Linked DNA regions of Mus musculus: region 1 is linked to region 2. A link is a contact called in public HiChIP or PLAC-seq data. All regions are on one chromosome and are shown on one strand. Each heading gives the region's core, a stretch centred on a gene start, on an enhancer-like site or on the middle of the called end of the contact. The rest is flanking DNA. Distances are from core to core; before and after follow the strand shown. Region 1 overlaps Gm32549 (a long non-coding RNA gene). Region 2 overlaps Cda (cytidine deaminase).

Evidence for each region. HiChIP or PLAC-seq counts read pairs in DNA pulled down with a chosen protein or histone mark.
Region 1: a contact with region 2 is called in a FOXA1 HiChIP or PLAC-seq map of pancreatic cancer cells. The contact joins two enhancer-like sites. A contact is called at or near these places in 1 of 484 Hi-C or Micro-C datasets (liver), 1 of 115 datasets of contacts at active chromatin or transcription factors (pancreatic cancer cells) and 1 of 9 other capture datasets (liver).

The regions. Positions count from the first base shown.
Region 1 is chr4:138,505,288-138,511,520 of GRCm38.p6, forward strand. All of the region lies in intron 3 of Gm32549 (a long non-coding RNA gene), which reads left to right. Among named protein-coding and RNA genes, the nearest start is that of Gm32549, 12 kb to the left of the region's middle. Within about 2 kb of position 4,779, at least 12 of the 459 cell types and tissues checked have an H3K27ac peak or open chromatin away from gene starts, as enhancers often do. A contact at or near this core is called in pancreatic cancer cells, where this site is marked.
Region 2 is chr4:138,343,686-138,350,378 of GRCm38.p6, forward strand. All of the region lies in intron 2 of Cda (cytidine deaminase), which reads right to left. Among named protein-coding and RNA genes, the nearest start is that of Pink1, 21 kb to the left of the region's middle. Within about 2 kb of position 1,371, at least 73 of the 459 cell types and tissues checked have an H3K27ac peak or open chromatin away from gene starts, as enhancers often do. A contact at or near this core is called in pancreatic cancer cells, where this site is marked.

The DNA.
Region 1 (6,233 bases), core at 3,529-6,028, 170 kb after region 2:
GGGGTGTCCCTCTGAGGCCCTCAGAGCCTAGGCACAAGACTGGGGCACATAGACCCAGAACACTGTTAGCACAGGGGTCGTGGACCGGGAAAAGGACCTTGGAGTTGGGCGGCTATACCCTGCCGCCCCTGACCCAGGGCCTCCCACCACTTCCCCAGCTCAGCTTCTCTCTCAGTGGGTGCCTCTTCTTTCTTCTTCCCTTCCCCTATACTCCCCTTCCCCATAGACTCTTTCCTGCTACCCGCTAGAGGGCGCCCAGGCACCACTGTCACCCCAGGAGTAATCTGCTCCTGTCCCACTGGGGTACCTGGGGGTCTTGGGTAGGGAAATGCCTCCCAGGTTTTGGCTGTTCTGGCCTACTTTAAGCCTGGGGTTGGGACTGGTCTACCTGTGAGGTTAGTGCTCCTCTTAGATCAGCTTGTCTCCGTGGAGCCCTGCTATGCTAGGGGGCTTAGGGAGGGTGGCTTGTCTTGGGACCAGACAGAACCCCACTTCCATCCCAGCCCTCACCCTTTCTTGGGGTGTGGCCTGAGAACAGTTACATTATCTTTCCAAGCTACACTGTCCTTTTTATGTGAAATGGTGGAACCTCTCTGGTACATCTCCTCCTACCAGTCCGAAATAGCGCAACCCATTGGGCCCAAGCCCTGGATACATGGTGAAGCTCAGGTCGGCAGGTGTGGCAGCAAGTGACTTTACAAGATGGGCCATACAGCCGGTTTCTGCCTACTGCACTTCTGTGATGGCAACACACAGCCTTTGAAGGAAAATGGGAACTTTTCTTCATTTCTAAGAAATTTCAGATCATCCAAAAAGTAAAGCAGTCCCTAGGGAGTATCTCAGAGGGCCATTACGTCACCAGGGCCGGAATATGGATAGAGGGAGGAACCACCCAGGTGAGCCAGGAGGGAGGCTGGGACAACATTCAGAGCCGTTACCCTGGGGTCCATCACTACCGTCAAGGCAGCATCCCTGGTTGACCTATGTGTAGAACAGACTGGAGCCCCTCTGCAAAGAACAGGGATGTTCACACTGGCATTGTCCTAAGCCACTGTTTGGGTTTTCTTTCCTTTCTGGGTAGGGCCTTTGAAACAGGATCTGGTTATGTAGCTCAGGCTGGCCACACACACCCAGTCCTGCTGTCTGCGTCTAAACTCTTCTGTTCACATTTGTTGTTTGCCATGCAGGAGCCCTGCCATGCCATAAACCCTAGGCTTGGCATGTGCATGCATGTGCATGTGTGTGTGTGTAAGAGAATGAGAGAGAGAGAGAGAGAGAGAGAGAGAGAGAGAGAGAGAGAGAGAGAGAGAGAGAGAGAGAGAGAGAGAGAAAGAGAGAGAATGAGGGGGGTCAGGCAACTAGAACTGGAGGCTATGTCTGCACAGAAGATAAACTGGTCAGGACACACCCTCTGTGCCCCCCTCCTTCTCTCTCATCTCTGCAGGTACCAACCTTGTCCATTGCCCACTGCTCTGACTCCTGTGTGTATCCTCTGCCCCCTGTGTGAATGTGTCTCCTGTTGACCAGAGAAGGAAGGCTCCATTTTCTCCAGAGCCTTCCTTGGGGACAGCAGCTAGTGGGGGAAGAGACAGTGGCTGGTGGGGGACAGTGGCTGTGGCTGAGGGTGGGGACAGTGACATGTTGTTTTCCTAGTGACACCTCCCCTTTGGGAGTTGGCACTTAGTGAGGCAGGTTCTGGCTATAGTCTCTGGAGCCCTCCGTTTGTCTCTCAGTGAAAGCCTCTGTTTTTATGACTGCGCTAGAGGGAGGAGGGCACCTGGGACCTCAGTGTGTCTCAGTGTGCTCTGCTTGCTTTGCTCCTCCATCTTGCTGGCCAAGGCTAGGCAGAAGGGTGTCTGCTTCTCAGCCATACTCCTCAGGACTCCACCTCTGCAGCAGCAAGCAGAGGGAGGGGCAGCCACTGGAAGCTAGAGGGACCGGAAGAGGGGTGTCAGGGTCCACTGACCCTGGTAGAGTTTCTTTAAAACTGAGATGGGGTGGGTGAGGAAGTGAACCATGTGTATCTGACCTTTCCTTGCTGTGACAAACACCTGAGAGAACAGCACAAAGGGACAACTAGTTTCTATTGGCTCATGGTTTCAAACCAACATGGCAGGGAGGATGTCGGGATCAGAGCACCTCACGTGATGGTGGCCAGGAAACAGAGAGAAAGAATGGGAGTGGATCTGGGGAAGAGGGGAGGTGTGAGGAAGGTGGGAGGAGAAACTGGGGTCCCGAGGTATGAGAGAATAAATCAAAAAATAAATAAATAAAAGAATGACTATTCAAGCTAGCTCCCTAACCCTGTTCTCTCTCTCTCTCTCTCTCTCTCTCTCTCTCTCTCTCTCTCTCTCTCTCTCTCTCTCTCTCTCTGTGTGTGTGTGTGTGTATGCGTGCACATGAGTACAGGTAGAGGTCAGAGGTCAATATCAGGTAATGTACTTCATGTGCTGTCCTCTTCAATTTCTTGAGACAGGGTCTCTCATCTCTCATTGGCCGGGGACTCACCTCATAGGATAACAAGGCTGGCCAGAGAGCCCCAGGGGTCTGCCTGTGTCTGCCTCTCTAGTGCTGGAATTAGAAGTGTAAAGGCTCCCTTTAGTGGGAGCCTGGGAATCGAACTCAGGTCTTTATTCTAATACAGCAAGCCCCCTCCCAGCCGAGCTATGCTCTTGGCTTCCCATCTCCCCCCTTTTTATTCTACCCGATGGGCCCTCAGCCTGTGAGGAGGTGCAGTGCACACTCAGAGCCTTGGTTCACCCTCTCTGGGAACACCCCCACAGTCTCAATGAGAGCCGAGGCGCCTTATGAATCTTCTAGATGCTTTTCAGTTCAATCAAGGTGACAATCATGATTAAATCACCAGGCATCTCAGGCTCTTGTTCTCAGCATCGTGGTAGGTTTTCCTGAATAAACATTTCTTTATTTGCTGAAGTCCTGGGGCCATTTCTGGAGACTTTAAGTGGTTGTTTTTAAGTAACTCTCAGCACTTTCCCTGGGGGACAGTTCTGTAGATCTTCCTGCATTTGCGAGCTGGAGGGGGAGTGGGAAGCCGGCTGGCTGAGTTCACAATCAGGAAGGTGATGGTTTTGCTTCTTGTTTTCTTCCCCAGTCTTTTCCTGTTCTTTGCTTTCTCCCAATATTGCTATATCCCCCCCCCACCTTCGTTCTCCATTTAAGGTTTTATTTCCCTGGAGTTGCTAGCTACCTTTTGAGAAAAAGCAGTTTGAGTATATTGATACTTAAAACAGTTCTTGCCCTGTCGCCTTCTTGCTGTGACATCCTTCCCTGCTGGCCCAGTGGTCCTCATCCCTGGGGTCTCCTGAGGGTGGCCAGATGACATCAGAGGAGCCACAGTCCCCAGCATGCTCACAAGATTGGGGCTGCCACAGGAGTCCAAGGCTGCTGAGGGTCTGGCTTGACGGTTTGTCCCTGTGTGTGTGTGTGTGTGTGTGTGTGTGTGTGTGTGTGTGTGCGCGCATGTGGGGGCTGGAGGTCAACTTCAGATAGGGTCCTCAATTACTCTTCACTTGGGTTCTTGTGACAGGCTCTCTGGCTTTTACCCGGATCTCACTGACGACCTGGGGAGTCAGTGAGCCCCAGGGATGGATCTCTCCCTGCCTTTCAGCTGTAGGGTTACAGGCGTGCGGCGCCATGTTTGCCTTTCATTTTTGCTTTAGATTCGAGTCATGGAGACACGCTCAGGTAGTCATGTTTGGGCAGTGAACATTTTGCTGACTTGGCCATCTTCCTAGTTCCATGATGTGTCAGGCTGCTTTGGCAGGTTGTCAACTCTAGTTCATCTTGGGGTCTCTAAACCTTCAGGGAAGGTAGCCTAGAATTCTTTCCTTGAAGCTCTGAAATTTGGGGCTATTGCCCCTGGGATACAAGCTGTTACTTGATAGTGTGTCTCCTGTGTTATAATGAATTGTGTGGTGCCTAGTTTATTTATTTATTCGACGTATGTTTTGCCTGTACAGATGTATGTATGTGCTCCGTGTGCCCATGGAAGCTAAATGAAGAGACTGGCTTCTCTAGAACGATAGCTATAGACAGCTGTGAGATACCATATGGATACCAGGAGCCACACCCACGTTCTCTTGGAGAGCAGTGAGTGATCTTAGCCATGACCCATGATGCTCAGCTTTAACTGTCAATTTAACACCTGGAAGGGAGTTGTGGTGACAGGTTGTTAATCAGCTGGCTGGGGTGTGTGTGTGTGTGTGTGTGTGTGTGTGTGTGTGTGTGTGTGTGTGTGTGTGTAGGGCTGTGCACATTTGCTCCGGCAGGGGGTGGGAGTGGTGGGAGGTTGTCTTGTTTGCCTTAACAAGATATGGGAAGATTTAGCCCTCCATGGGTGACACCACTCACTGGGTTCAGGCCTTGACCTGTATGGGAGTGAAGAGAGCTAGTTGCATATGAAGCTGGCATCCATTTCTCTCCGCTCTTGACTGTAGATGTGATATAAACAGCTGCTTCCATCTCCCGCCTCCGTGGCTTCCATATAAGGATTCACTGTAAACTGGAAATCAAAGATAAAATAAACTTTTTCTACCGAAAGTTGCCAAAATACCCAAAATCAGTTTTTTTTTTTAAACAGCAACACACAACAGTCATCTATCTCTTAGTGAGCATGCATATCAATATTGGGGTTGTTATTATTCCTATTTTGAGGTGGAACAAACAAACAAACGAACAAACCAGGCTCAGGGGCCAGTCATGACTGCGTAGCTGGAGGGCACACCTGAGATCAAACCCTTCCGACAGATCCGTGGGCAGCTCTGGTGTCATGCTTCATTGATCATCCTGAGTAAACGTTTGTTGAGTGACGAACAGTCATGACGCATGGTTTGTTGAGTGATTAGCAGGGATGACTGGCGGGCGGGCAGGGGGGGATGTAGGTAGCCGTGCCAACAGTAAAGAGTTTAAACAAACTGATTCTGTTGGTTGAGTCTCCGTCAGGGATGGGAGGGAAAGTGTGACTGGGCCAATGTAGTTAGTGTTTGGAATCAGATCTGAAGGTCAACCGGGTAATTCAGATGTTCTGGTGGGAACAAGAATGTCAAGGGCCTTTGGGCAGCATTTAAAATTAGATTATTATTATTGTTGTTGTTGTTATTGTGTGTGTGGGTGGGTGGATGGGTGGGTGGGTGGGAGTTCTGCATGCCACAGCTTGCGTGAGGAGGTCAGAGACAGCTTTATAGAGTCCATTCATGTAGCCACCCTCCACTTTCACATAGATTCTGAACACTGAACTTACATCAAAAGACTTATACATCAAGCACCTCATGGGTTGTGCCATCTTGGCACACTGGCAGCCTCCTTTTGGATGCTGGGCGCTGGTCTTAGGGCAGAGCTCTCTCTGGCCTATCTGAGCCCTTTGCCTGGAGAAGCACCCTTTGCAGGGATGCATGGCTTTGATTGTGTCCCCTGGAGAAGCACCCTTTGCAGGGATGCATGGCTTTGATCGTGTCCCCTGGAGAAGCACCCTTTGCAGGGATGCATGGCTTTGATCGTGTCCCCTGGAGAAGCATCCTTTGCAGGGATGCATGGCTTTGATTCTTTCTGCCTGCTCCCTGGTTGGTCTCGCCTCTCCACGCTGTCCTGTAGATGGACGGAGTGGCCTGATAATCTGCTCAATGTTTGTTGAAAGAATAATAGTAAGTAGTCTTTCTTGGCCCTTGGAGGGTGAAAGGCCAGCTTGTGTCTCCACCCACCTAGCTTCCTGATGCTAACACGTCTTCTATGGCCATGGTACACTGACTGAAATGAAGATGCCTGTACGGGTACAATGCTGTGAACTCTGTTTTGGAAGGGTTTAGATGTCCCAGCTCTGCTCCAATGCTCTTTTCTTGTCTGATATCTGATCCTGAGTCTCCTGTTGCACGGACTCGTGACTTTTCCTTGGTATCTCCTGGTCCCTGACAGTATCAGTTTTTCCTTTTTTTTTTTTTTTTTTTTTTTTTCCTTTTTTGTGAGCTGACTGAAGGATCACCAGGCAGGCATTTTGGAGAATGGTTCTGAACTTGGATCTGTTTGCTACTTTCCTCTTGAGTCTGAAGAGCACAGTGCAGGGGTGAAGAGCCTCCCCCTAGCCCAGTGGAAGGATAGGTAGCCATGACATTGCTCCTTCCATTAGCCTTGACTACCAGGGAAGGCGGTATCTTACCTTTCTATTGCTGTGACAAAGCACCATGGTCAAGGCAGCTTATAAAAGAAAGCGTTTGACTGGA
Region 2 (6,693 bases), core at 121-2,620:
GAGTCCCAGAATCATGTGTCCTGGAGGCTGGGAAGACTGCTTGGCTTGGCGGCTGGCCACACTTCCGAAATCAAAGCCACGGCGGTAAAGCTACCTCATCAGTGAGCTCATAAATGTTTAAGGGGCCTTTAGCTTGTCTGTCACCACGCTCCAGGAGACAGGGATGAAGGAGAGCTTGTCTTTTGTAGGATGGCTGGACCCAGGAGGCATGACACAAAGCTAGATGATTTATTAAATAAAATGCCAAAAGAACACATGATAAAAGAGTAGTAAGCCGGCCACAGGAGTGAGACAATGTCTCGCACAGAAGGTGACACCAGCTGGTCGCCACAAGAAGAATAGAGTCATGCATTCCCATTTAGTGAAAAACTACTAGACCAGACATTTAACAAGCAGGGAATCAGGATAGCCGTTTCATTTTCAAGGTCATAGATTTGGTGAGATAAATAACAGAATGGCTATGGTGGGTGGGTAGAGAGATGGCTCTGTGATTAAGAGCACTTTCTGCTCTTCCAGGAGAACTGAGCACCTGTACGGTGGCTTACAAACACCTGTAACTCTGGCTTTAGAAGAGCTGAAGCCTTCTGTCCTCCATGGACACACACACAGACAACACACACACAGACAACACACACACATACACACACCATGTATATAAAAATGTTGGGGGGCTGGAGAGATGGCTCAATGGATAAGAGCACCCGACTGCTCTTCCGAAGGTCCAGAGTTCAAATCCCAGCAACCACATGGTGGCTCACAACCATCCGTAACAAGATCTGACTCCCTCTTCTGGAGTGTCTGAAGACAGCTATAGTGTACTTACATATAATAAATAAATAAATAAATAAATCTTAAAAAAAATAAATAAAAAATAAAAATGTTGGAGCCGGGCGGTGGTGGCGCACGCCTTTAATCCCAGCACTCAGGAGGCAGAGGCAGGCGGATTTCTGAGTTCCAGGACAGCCTGGTCTACAAAGTGAGTTCCAGGACAGCCAGGGCTATACAGAGAAACCCTGTCTCGAAAAACAAAAACAAATGTTGGTAAAAAGGAAGAAAGGGGGATGGACGAAAAAAGAAGACAGGCTCCGAAAGGCTCTGGGATAGAAGAATACCACGTATATGTATCAAAGAGAAGGATGGGCTGCTGGCATCCGAGGGAAACAGGAAGCAAGACACACGCTTCCAGCCAGGTTGCCTTCAAGAATTCAGGCACCTTTGTGCCATTGTCTGGCTCAGACAGAGGACAGGGATGATGTCCAGAGAGTGAAGATTTGGCTGTGGGGCCTTGGTGGCCACAATCCCTACCCTTCTGGGCCCACAGCTTGGGGACGGCTGGAAAAGAGCATGGGATTTGGGCCAACTTCCTGTTTGGCTCACTGTGTGGCTCTGAGTCATCTTAAGTCACCCAGGATCCTTCCTTTGTCTGTCACACGTGGGTCACACTGATACTGTCATCTACTTGGAAGGATTTCAACAAAATGACATAGCATGTCCCAAGGATGTAAAACTTTATTTTTGAGACAAAGTCTCATGTAGCCCAGGCTGGCCTCCAGCTTGCCACATAGCCGTGGATAACCTTGACCTCATGAGCCTCCGGCTTCTGTCTCCTGAGTTCCTGTATTACAGGCACGCACCGCCAGGCCTGGTTTTATGCAGTGCTGGGGATGGAAGCCAGGGCTTTATGCAGGCTAGGTAGGCATTCTTCCAGCTGAGCTAAGTCCCAACCCCAGGGGTTTTATAAGCCTCCGAGTGCTATATTGTTATTGCCGGGGCTAATTTCCGCACACCTTCCATGTGTGGCCTCTTCCATATTTTAATACTTTACTGCATACTATTTTATTTCATGCAGTGTGCTCTATGCCGTCTATAATTAATATTGCCACGCGCCAACAGCAGCTGTTGTGCCGTGTACTGTGTGCCTAGCGTGCTGAGCTCCCTGAAAAGCATTCTGCAGAGGCTGGCTCATTTCAGATGACTAATATTTATTGAGTACTTACTCCATGCCTGGCACTAGGAACTGCCACGGGTGCTAGGGGTGCTATAATGAACAAGACACACAAATTCACCATGGTCACGTCTTTATAGACTAAAGAGCCAAACTAACTAGCCAGCAACGGACCAAGTGGAGGCAGTTAATGATGGGACAGAGAGGCCAGGGGCTGTTTTTTGGATTCCATGATAATTGACTTGTATCCGAAGGTCCAATCAAAGAATGTTTCTGGCTGGGCAGTAGTGGCACACACCTTTAATCCCAGCACTTGGAAGGCAGAGGCAGGCAGATTTCTGAGTTCGAGGCCAGCCTGGTCTACAGAGTGATTTCCAAGACAGCCAGGGCTAAACAGAGAAACCCTGTCTCAAAAGAAACAAACAAACAAACAAAAGAATGTTTCTGTTTTACTCCACCCCCCTTCAAGACAGGGTTTCTCTGTGTAGCCTTGGCTGTCCTGGAACTCACTATGTAGATCAGGCTGGCCTTAAGCACACAGAGATCCACCTGCCTTTGGCTCCTGAGTGCTGGGATTAAAGGCATGCTCTATTGTGCCTGGCAAATCAAAAACTGGTTTTGCTCCAGGAAAAAGTGGGATTTTCCCTGAGAAGGCTTCCTGCTTCAGAAGAAACCCCATGGGAACCTGAGGGAATGGGGGCCACTCTGCAGGGCACTCACTCTATGAGTCAAGTAAACTGTGCAGTCTCTGGGTGACTGGTGTTACAAAGCTTAGCCTGTCTTATGTTTCATTTCTTTCTACTTGTATTGATCCAGGGCCTGCTCTCAGCCAGGCAGGTATGGAAAAGGAGCAACAGAGACCTCCAAGAAGTGTTACCCAGGGAACTCTGCCTCCCTTCCACAGCCGGTGAGACCCTATGTGATCTGCCCCTGTCATTTCCCTTCTTGGATATGGTGGCTCAAGTCAGAAGTCACCGGAGGACCAATCCTGCGTCCTACAAGGAAGCTGGATTCAGCCTTAGTTTCAACCACCCAAAGTTCTAAACTGTGCTAAATAGCTCACTTCATTCTGCGCTGCAGTCCCAAATGTTCAGCCGAGGCTCTGCAGAGGAGCCAGCCAATCAGCTCATTTAATCTCCTAACATCCTAGAAGACATGAACCTGTGTGCAAGCTTTTACTGCGTGTTAAAGATCGTGGAAGAAGCAACTTACTCAGGGTCACAGAGCCAATCGGGGGCCCGGTCGGGATTTGAACTCAGAACCCACAAACTCTGCCTTTGCTTTTCTTATGGCTTGCCAAGTAAGAACAATAATGTCACAACTGTGGTTCTCCTTGGTGACACACTGTGTGCTAGGGAGTTCTCAGAAGTCAATTCACGTGGCCGGCCCACTCCCTCTCGTGAATTTTCCAGCTTAGAAAGCCAGGCTGAGGGCTGGGATTGTAGCTGGATGGATAGAGTACTTGACCACAGAGCCCAAAGAGGGTATGATGGCACAGACTTGCCGTCCCAGCATTCAAGTGGTGAAGGCAGGAAGATCAGAGTTTCATGGTCACAGCCTTGCTTGCAAAGTAAGTTCTAGGCCAGCCTGGCTTATGTGAGACCTAGTCAAAAAATAAAATAAAATAAAATAAAATAAAATAAAATAAAATAAAATAAAATAGCTAGGCTTAGAGGTTTCTAAGCATCTTAGGTGGACAGTAGGGCAGTCCCCAGTGACCTGGGAGCTAGGGCTTTTATCTGTCAGTTAACATATCTGGCAAGAATGATCAATAACCATCAGACAAGTTGGCTGCATCTAGACATCTCTCCCATGCTTTCCTGATTCTCCTCCCCAGGATACCTTTTATCCCTGGAGATCAAGGGTTTTGTGTGGTTTGTGCAAACCTTGGCTGCATACTGAGGTCATAGCTTGGTGAGCTAGAAACCTACTGACTCTGAGAACAGAGTCCAGTAGGACCTCAGGATCTCACCTGGCTCTGCCAACATCCACAGCACCCCATCCTTTGTGATCCCAGAGAGGGAACTGGGCTGCTCGGCCCTGGTCTGTGCCAAAAAGAGCTGGCTGGCCTTCCTCCTCTAAATCCAAGCTTTCTTTAATAATTCATTAGTGTGATAATGACTGCATTGCTGGCTGGGGGATTCGGTGATGGGCTAAAGATCCAGAGTAGGCCAGTTGGGTGCTAGAAACTGCAGGTGTTTGTGTAAGGAAGTCTGATGATTGCAGCAAGACCCAATGGGTCATGTTTAAAGGCAGGCGATGGGCAAAAGAAAAGAGCCTTCCATTGGGCAAATGCTAACGGAGCCGGCAGGCTATGGCACCGACCTCTCCTTCCCCAGAACACCATGGCTTTCTTGGAGCAGCTCTGCAATTGAGTTATTTCTCCCCATTTCTTCGTACGTGCAGTTCACATCCTGCTCAAAATGTTCCCAGCTCAGCCTCATTTATCCTCTGAAAACCTACGGGAACCAGGACAGCCCTGGGCTCCAGAGAAAGCCTGGAACCGAAGCCTTGCTTCCCAAGGGCACACCTGGCTCCAGTCACTGCAACATGACCCTCAGGACCCCCTCGGGGCCAGATGGAGGCAAAACGCAGGGTCTTGGAAAAGCCACAAGATCCCTTTCTGGTGCACAGACTATTGTAAACCTTTGCTGCTCTACCAGGCTGCAACTCCATTCACAGGAAGAAATGATCTTCTAGGGTTTGTGTCCCACGCTGCTTAAGACCAATGCTTGGTTAGCCGGCTCTGCTGGCTGGGTTCACTGTGTCCTGTGTCAATTTCTTTAACCAGTAACTTGCCAAGATTACTTCTCGCCCAGCCAATAAAAAAAGGGGGTACGCAAATGCAACTTACCACAAAAGCACAAAATTTCTGGGGATCTAAACTAGTAAAGAGTCCATTCACACGGGCTTTGGCCTAGGAGCTATACAGTCTGGGTCCAGTGCCAACAAGACCCCACCACACTCCAGTGGGAGGAAGCCCACGGGAGCCTGAGCCATTACATCTGAGGTACTAGAGAGCACTGACTAGAAATCTAGTTTAGTCAGACCCTAACTGGAGTTGGGTTAACTTGAGCCATAGTCAGTTCTTACATGACTGTCACCGAGTCACTGAGCCAGCTTGCTTTTGAACCCTGGTTTTGGCACCTTTATCTGGAGTTAGCAAAGCTCAACAGCTCGTTCTGCGCCCACTTAAAAAGAGCAGGCAACAGAGTCTGCCTCCTGGCACCGAGTGGCACAGAGGACTGTACCCTGGACTATGATTCTGGGATCAGAGTTTCGTTCCAGTTTTATCTACAGCCAACTTCCAGGAAAGTTCCTTAACTTCTCAGGCCTCAAGGGTTTGTTTGTTTGGTTGGTTGGTTTTGTTTGTCTGTAAAAGTGGGGTGGTGGCAAGGGAGTCCGTGCCCAATGACTCTCAGGTCCTCTGGCTGTTGAGTTTCTGTGTGACATCTTTCTTTTGTACCTCCAGGGATTTGTGTCGAAATTGGTGTTACTGAGACAGAAACGTCCCTGCTGTGCCAGTCCTCCTGAGTTTACCTGCTCTGTGGGCCAACCCTGAGGGTGGAGTCTGAGGCAGACCAGAAAGACAGGGAAAAGGAGAGGGATGGGAGCCACTCACTCGGGAGACTGGGGAAGCCTTTCAGCAGCTGAGAACGAAGAATACCAATTATTAGCCCAGGTGGTTTCAGATCTTTAATCCTAAGGGAGGTAGAGGCAGGTGGATGGCTGTGAGTTTGAGGCCAGCCTGGTCTACATAGTGAGTTTCATAGCTGTGTAGACTGCTAGGGACACAGAGTAAGACCTTGTCTCAAACAAAAACAAAACAAAACAACAGAAAAGAAGGAAGGGAGGAAGGGAGAAAGGGAGAAAGGGAGAAAGGGAGGGAGGGAGGGAGGGAGGGAGAAAGAAACCAGCTGAACCTGAGATCTCAAAGCTTCCAAATCCCTCCTCCAGTCACCACTGGGATAACAAAGTGTCTATTTCCTTTGAGAAGCTCAAGCCTAGGCTTTTGGGTGTAGCTCACCCTTCTCCTGGGCTGCTCTCTTTCTGTTAACCTTTGTACTTGAAGGCTACATTTAAAACACCTTTTAAAGGACTGGGAGACATGGGTCACTTGTTGCTCTAGCTAGAGGACCTGGGTTTGATTCCCAGCACCCACATGCCGGATCACAGCTGCTTGTAACTCCAGTCCCAGGAGATCCAATGTCCTCTTCTGACCTCAGGCACCACACATACCTCTGGTGTACAGACATATATAGCAAGCATGCAAAGCACCTATACACATAAAATAAATCTAAGAAGGATTCTGAATGTCTGTTAATACATTCCAATTCTGCTTCATGGTGGTTTTTCTTAAAATGCTTTTCCCCCAGCAAAGCCAAGAATTTGGTTTTATCTACATGGAGGCTCTAAAAGTTTACAGAGACTCCTTGGGCTCCCAGGGGGAATTCTGGGCTGTCTTCAGTTTCACTACCACTAATCAAACCCATTTATTATTTTAATTATTGTTATTTTTCCTTATGTGTGTGGTGGGGAAAATGTATGGGCTTTTGTGTGTGTGTGCATACGCTCATGTGCATTCGTTCATGTGTGCATGTGTTCATGTGTGCATATGCATGCAGGTATGTGTGCACACATGTGTGAAGGCCAGAGGTCAATTTTAGGCATCTTCCTCAGTCACTCTCTGCCTTAGATATGTTTTCAATCATTTTATTTTATGTGTATGGGTATTTTGCCTACATGTA